Regions from separate parts of the Rattus norvegicus genome. Here region 2 is linked to region 1. Evidence: chromatin contacts called from public Hi-C data. All regions are on one chromosome and are shown on one strand. Each heading gives the region's core, a stretch centred on a gene start, on an enhancer-like site or on the middle of the called end of the contact. The rest is flanking DNA. Distances are from core to core; before and after follow the strand shown. Region 1 overlaps LOC102554187 (a long non-coding RNA gene). Region 2 has its middle 51 kb from the start of Arl4c.

Evidence for each region. Hi-C and Micro-C count contacts between places; a contact is called where the count stands out from the background.
Region 2: a Hi-C map of the Rat2 cell line shows a contact between it and region 1, with 3 times the contacts expected there. The contact joins two enhancer-like sites. A contact is called at or near these places in 2 of 12 Hi-C or Micro-C datasets (the Rat2 cell line and Schwann cells).

The regions. Positions count from the first base shown.
Region 1 is chr9:96,511,532-96,515,220 of GRCr8, forward strand. It overlaps LOC102554187 (a long non-coding RNA gene), which reads right to left. Exons shown (of 2, transcript XR_594483.4): 2 at 908-1,244. Among named protein-coding and RNA genes, the nearest start is that of Spp2, 58 kb to the left of the region's middle. Within about 2 kb of position 1,635, at least 2 of the 93 cell types and tissues checked have an H3K27ac peak or open chromatin away from gene starts, as enhancers often do.
Region 2 is chr9:96,698,576-96,702,264 of GRCr8, forward strand. No RefSeq gene overlaps it. Among named protein-coding and RNA genes, the nearest start is that of Arl4c, 51 kb to the right of the region's middle. Within about 2 kb of position 2,071, at least 8 of the 93 cell types and tissues checked have an H3K27ac peak or open chromatin away from gene starts, as enhancers often do.

The sequences.
Region 1 (3,689 bases), core at 385-2,884:
ATACATATGCACGGCCAAACGCAGGGCTGCCCGTCCTGTCTTTTATATCTTCTGTTGCTGTTTCTCTGGGGATCCGTGGAGTAAAATAAGTTAAAAATAAGAAGAGGAGAACTCTTGACAGGGGCTCAGGTCCTCACACTCAGGGCTATGAGGAGCCTTGGAAGTAGAATCTGGAACTTCTGACTTCACACGTTGCTGAAGAATTCAGAGAGCGGGCTCCTGTTCCCCTAAAAGGCAGTGGAACCTGACCTCTGGGTTGTCACAAAGGGACCATGGCCCAGGAGCCATGCCTACAAAGAGGTATTGCTCTGATTGGAGCCCATAGGTATGACAGACCTGTGGTTTATATCCATGGCTGCAATGATAGAGGTTCAGTTACTCTTACTCAACACTAGATGGTGCCCAGACATCAAGAAGGCACTACAATCTTGGCCTAGGGTTTAGGGTTCTACTTAGGCCTTGCCCAGCCTCACTCTGTGCCCCTGGAGGTGGGCACTACTCCTCCACAGAGACAAGTGAGGTAGTGACACTCTTCATGGCTAAGAATGTCTCCATGGACCTCTCTGATGAAGGACCTCTCTAACTCTACACCCTGTGGCTGTAGTCATCATCCTAGCTTTTCCCACCTTAGGCCATAGACACTTGTAAGCAAGGTCACTTGTGAACAAGGTCAGGTACCTTCCAGGAGTGGGGCTTTGGAGAAAGAGGCCACAGGGTTCCATGCATCAATGCCTTCCCAGAACTGTCATCTCAAACAAGTGCCACCATGACTGGCCTTCCGTTGTGGGTTCTGGGAACTGAATCCTACCTAGTCCTGATGCTTTTGTGGCCAGCACTTTATTGACTGGGCGTTCTTTCCCCCCGGGCCCCATCGTTGTCATAACAGGTAAGGAAACTGAGGCACAGATAGACTTGCTGAGATGTATTCCACTGAGCGGAGTTACAAGCCAGTGATGCAGGCCTAGGGCTTTTATTCAAGTTGACCAACATGGACCAGATGTGTTCAGCTGGATTCATGCACAGACAAGACTTTGTTTCCTACGCTGGAGCTACAGAGTCAGAATGGCCACACTACGGAAAGCAGTGAGCGGGGCTGGGGCTGCAGCTATTGAGAATTACGACGTAGGACATGCGTGGTGAGGTGCCCCTCCAGTCAGCACCCTTTCTGACGAGAGTCTAATGCATCTACAGGGAAGGGAGCGTCATCAGTCAGTTCTCAGCAGCCATAAAATGGACAAGCCTCTCTGTAGACAAAAAAAAAAAAAAAAAAAAGTCATTTTAGGAGAGGTTCTTGAAGTTGGCTAGCGCCACTCACTCCCCTCCCTCCAGCCCTCTTTGGGAGGAAGCTGCTGGATGACTCTGCTGGGAAGTTTCTTTGACTTTCACCAAAAGCTGTCAATCGCCCTGCCTTCCCTTTGTTCATTGAAAAGGCTGAGCCACCCCATTCTTCATGCCCACGGGCTACCTTGGCAGCTAGTGAGCCATGTCTTTCAATGAACATTCTCTCAATCCAAGCAAGGTTTTGACTCCAGTTGTGTCTTGGAAGGGATATTGAGTGGGTCTTAAAAAGCACCTCATACCACAGGACAGCTGACCAAGCTTTCCAAAGTCTTCCAATTCTCGTAAGATATCAGCAGAGCAGATGTGTCAAGTGTGGAATTTCCACGGTCCCTGAGGCCAGTTTAATGCCAAATCACAACCCTCAAAGGTTCTTGACCACCAACTGAGATGTTCTTGATTAAATCCAGCCTCTGAGAGACATCACAGAACTCTGCCTTGGGAGTCTGTTTCTCTCCAGGGAGGATTGACACGGTGGCATGGGGAGTATTTCCCTCTGTCTGATCTCCTCTACCAGTAGGCTTTAAATCCAGATTCTAATTTGTGTGCCATTCAGATTCAAAATAGGGTCTCTTTCAAATCAAGCTTTTGAAGTTTCACACTTTAAACTACTGGCAAAAAGAGGTGACTAGGAAGTCATGAGACTGTCTTGACTAACTAAAATGGTGCCCTTCCTCCTCCTCTTCCTCCTTCTCTTCTTTTCTCTTCCTCCTCTTCCCCTTCTCCTTTTCTTCCTCTTCCTCCTCCTCTTCCTCTTCCTCTGGAATGTGTATGCACCTTGTGTGTGTGTGTGTGTGTGTGTGTGTGTGTATGTATGTATGCATGTAACTATGTGTTCACACACATGTGCAGAAGCCAAAGGTTGATGTCAGATGTCTTTCTCAATCACTTCCCACTTTCTTTACTCAGGTGGGGTCTCTCACTGAACCCAGCGCTTGCTAGTGTTGGCAGCCAGCTTTGCTCCAGGGTGCTGGGATTACAGGTGGGCACTGTGCCACCCTGGCTTTTTACGTGGGTGCTGGGGATCCAACTCCAGTCCTCATTCTAGCATAGCAAGCACTTTGTCCACTGAGCCAGTGCCCCCAAATACCCCATTCTTAAAGTCTTCCATATCCAAGCCCGTCAAGCCCTGCAGCATTCCAACAACTTGGTCTGGGCTATTCTCTCAGCCCCTAGATTCGTAGTCATGCTCTCTGGTGGTTTGAATGAGAATGGCTCCCACTGGCTCATACATTTGAATGCTTGCTCTCTAATTGGTGGATGATTGGTAAGGATTAGGAGGTGTGGCCTTGCTAGAGGAGTTGTAGCAACTGAGGCATAGACCCCTGGACTTAGACGGCCATCTTGTAAGGAGTCAGGACTCAACTGAGCAGGGAAGATGACGCTCAGACATTGTGAGAAATACACACTTCGTAAAGCAAGCAGTGATCCTAGGGGAAGTGCACATATATGTGTAAGAATGCATATGGGACAGAAGGCTCTAGAGTACCATACCACACTGCAGGGAACAGGCGTGGCTGACAGACATTGTCTGTAGAGGGTCCCAATCCCTTGAAGGTCTGCATGGCTATCATTTCAGCTGTACAGCAGGAACTACACAGAGTCGAGTGGTTTATGTCCAGAGCTGGCTGGTTTGTCCCAGCTACCATGCTTTCTTGCTGTCCAGGGTGACCTTGAGTTTGGAAGCAAGGAAGGTGTTTGAGCTGTTAGCCTGGTTAGGACCCCTTTCCAGAGTGACTCACCGTGAAGCACACACACGCACACAACCCAAACCCATGGTGTGCTGTAGCCTTGGCAATGTGAAAATGGACTTAAGGGAGGAGGCAAAACAGAGGTCCTGAGAGATGCTGGGGAGGTTTGTGGAGACAGATCATTCCAAGCTGCTTCCTAGCACCGTGCTACAGCAAGGACCCTCCTCTGTCTCTGTGTTATGATTGGCAGTTCTTTACTAGTTGGCCCGCACTGTTGTTGCTCCCTTCCACAGCACTTCTTTCTCTCTGGGATAATGTACCGTGCCTGTAACTGGGCTGGATTTTGTCTACACGGAACAGCCATGTGTTCTCTTTCTACTGTTGCATGGGAACAGTGTCTGGAATGGGCAATATGGCCAGTGAGATTCCACTGTCCCTGAGGTCAGGATGGCGCTTTCTCACCCGTGATAGTTATGATGGCGAGTATACTCATGTACCCATGCATTTGAATACTTCGTTTGCAGCTAGGGGTAGTGTTGAGGGGAGTTTATGGAACCACTAGGAGGTGGAGCCTTGTTGGAGGGAGCAAGCCACTGGTTTGGGCTTTGGTGTTTTATGGCTTCTTCCTGCTTTTTCTGGTCTCTCTTTGCTCCCTGTGTA
Region 2 (3,689 bases), core at 821-3,320, 190 kb after region 1:
GGAAGGTTTAGGATCACTGTTCTAGATGACGTTTGACTATGTGAATACGCCAAGCACACACATAACGAAACAAATAGAGATGATCAGTCCGCTAGGGTGTGGTGGGTCCTCAGACCAGAGCAGATGGAGACAGGAGGGTTGGCAGGAGGGAGGCAGGATCCAGAAATATAGCACCCCTCAGCTGCAGAGCAATGGGCCATTCCCTCCTGTGACCCTCCACAGCCCATCCCTGAGTTAAACTGCCCTGATGCACTTTGTGGGAAAGGTCAGAATCTGAATGAGGCAGGGCAGAATGCTAGGACATGGAGACTTCATGGCCAAGGGACATAGTGTGAGGCATGTGGGAAGCCAAGGACCAGCATGATAGGGCCATAAGTCTCATGAGGCTTCTCGAAAGGTCCCTCGAGCCCCTGAGCCTCCCTCTCCCCCTCCAGAGGTGTCTGCGTAGTGATGACGTCCCTACTTTGCTTTAGTGCTGAGCATCATAGCTTGCCAATGACTTTCACAAGTACGGTTTCCCTGTAGCTTTTGCACGATCCCCCGGGGGATGCTCACACGCAGGCAGTCCCAGGGTGGAAAAGCATAGCAATAAAAAAAAAAAAGAGAAGAAAATGAGGCCAGAGGGATGAGCTAGATTGCAAACAGCAGCACACTCCAGATTGCAATGGCTTAAGCAATAGGATGTTAGTTTTCTCTCATGAAAGGAATGCCAAGATAGATAGGGTAGGTTGGAAGAGTCTAACGTGCTTGGCAAGAAAAATCCATGGGGCACAAAAAAAAAAAAACAAAAACAAAAAACAAAAACAAAAACAAAAACAAAAAAACAAAAAAAAGCAAATAAAAAACAAAAAGGTGAGATAATGACTGACAGAACCATTGTTTTATGACAAACTCAATTACTAGTGAGATCATAAACAGTGCCCATGGGGGTGGTATGGAGACCAGTAAGCAGGAGCGTGAAGTGGGGAAGCCAGCATCTAGTGGGTGACAGCATGCACAGAAAGACAGACAATGTGCCTAAAAAGTAAGATACACTACTCAGGGACATGAAACATGGGCTTGGATGACACTTCATGAAAACGAAGGGCTCAGATAGAGCCAGCAGGGTGTATAGATAGGTAGATAGACATATGATAGACAGATAGATGATTGATGGATAGATAGATGATAGACAGATAGCTGACAGATAAATAAGTAGATAAATAGATAATAGACTGATACATGAAACAGAGATTGAAAATAGATCCATTGATAGATGAGAAATATAATGATAGATAATAGATTATTGGTAGGTAAAAATTGTAAATAGAGATAGTTAATAAGGAGAGAGAGAGAGAGAGAGAGAGAGAGGAGAGAGAGAGAGAGAGAGAGAGAGAGAGAGAGAGAGAGAGAGAATAGGTGAAAGGAAATCTATGAGGAGATTCAAGAACTGGTAAAACCCTGTGACTGGTTATCTATTAGCAAGAAGCAGCCCTGGGTTACCAGTAGCTTGCTAGGACCAGAGTTGAAAATTCTAGGTCCAAAGACTGTAGTCTGGAGTTTCAGAGTCCAGGGACAGGAGGAGCAGAGTATCACTCCCTCTGGAAACACTCTCACGGACACACCCCAAATAATGCTTCTGCAGGTTTCCAGGTATTTCTTAATCCAGTCAGGTTGACGCCCGCAATTATCCATTACACGTGTATCCATCACAAGAGGCATTTCTGGGGACCGTCTGATATGGGGGTCTTTACACTGGCTTCCTTCTTTCTTTCTACCTACCTACATGCAGCTTTAAGACATGTAAGACAAACACATGCTCCCTGGACTGAAGCAGAGGCCAGGCCACACACAAGCAGCCGGCAGCCATGCCAGAGGCCCACATTAGCACTCAGGGAACGAATGAGTAAGCCAACACCACGTTTCCCCAAGCTTCCATGGGGCGTGCTTTTCCTGTAATCAGCGCTAGTAAAGTGCAAAGGGTAATTATTTTGGGAAGGAAAAATGTGGCTATCCATGCATGGGACACTTAGGTATGCTTCCCCAAGCTCCAGCATAGCATGGCTTTCATCTGAGCTCACCACTCGCAGAGAGTCCTCCTGCATGTGACTCTTGACATCGACATTGGTGGAGTCTGTGGTTGGGAATTGTCTGTTCCTGAGAGCTTACTAAACCCTTTAATATTTGAGCTGAGGAATTCTATAACCGTCAACTCCGGTGCTTTAAAGATTAGCCACTGTTTCTGCTTATTATAAAGCTGAGGTGGGTAGTTTATTTGTGGAGGATGAAACCAGGGCTTCTCAGATGTTAAACATATGCTGGACCACTGGACCGTACTATCCTCACTTAAAGAGTTCACATTTGAGCCTTTTATTAATCATTCCAAATTCAAAGGAGCATGGGGCAGCGGGGGCAGAGGAGGTGAAGCTGCAGAGTGCCTAGGATTTCAGAAATTGTAGAAACCACAAAAAATAAACTGAGAAATCACCAGGGAAGGAAGAAAACCCATGGGCTAGTAAAAACTAAGTTTTGTTGGTAGAGATTCCCCAACAGAGCAGGACCAACAAAATGGAAAGAGCTGTGACCATAGGTTCATCATGTAAGGCTGTGACCATGGGTTCATCATGTAAGGCTATACTATGAGTTCATCATGTAAGGCTGTGACCATGGGTTCATCATGTAAGGCTATACCATGAGTTCATCATGTAAGGCTGTGACCATGGGTTCATCATGTAAGGCTGTGACCATGAGTTCATCATGTAAGGCTGTGACCATGGGTTCATCTTGAAAGGCTGTGACCATAGGTTCCTCATGTAAGGCTGTGACCATGGGTTCATCATGTAAGGCTATACCATGGGTTCATCATGTAAGGCTATGACCATGGGTTCATCATGTAAGGCTGTGACCATGGGTTCATCATGTAAGGCTGTGACCATGGGTTCATCATGTAAGGCTGTGACCATGGGTTCATCATGTAAGGCTATGACCATGGGTTCATCATGTAAGGCTGTGACCATGGGTTCATCATGTAAGGCTGTGACCATGGGTTCATCATGTAAGGCTGTGACCATGGGTTCATCATGAAAGGCTGTGACCATGGGTTCCTCATGTAAGGCTATGACCATGGGTTCATCATGTAAGGCTATGACCATGGGTTCCTCATGTAAGGCTATGACCATGGGTTCATCATGTAAGGCTATGACCATGGGTTCCTCATGTAAGGCTATAACCATGGGTTCATCATGTAAGGCTATGACCATGGGTTCATCATGTAAGGTGGCTGGTGGGGGTTGAGTTGGGTATTAGGATCCAGGGTATTAAGACAGGTGACTAAAATGTCAAATACACACCACTGTGGTTTTGTGGTTGGACAGAACAATGCCCACCAAGAGGCTATAATCCCAGGATTCTGTGAACGGTCCTATCACACAGCAGAGGGGAGCAAATTCTGATAGAATGAAAGTTGCCAACAGTCGACCTTAAAATGGGGAAGTTGTCCTGGACTCTCCAGATGTGGCCAGCGCAATCATGGGGTTCTCAAGCCCAGAAGAGGGAGGAGGAAGAGAAAGTAGTGTGACACGGTAAGAAAATGAGCCATACTGTGGGCACTGGCTTGCTGGAGTAAATGGCTGGGAAACCAGATTCTCCCTGAAGTGCGCACAGCCCCGCTGACGCCTCCGTACAGGCCAGTGAGACCGTGTCAGAGTTAC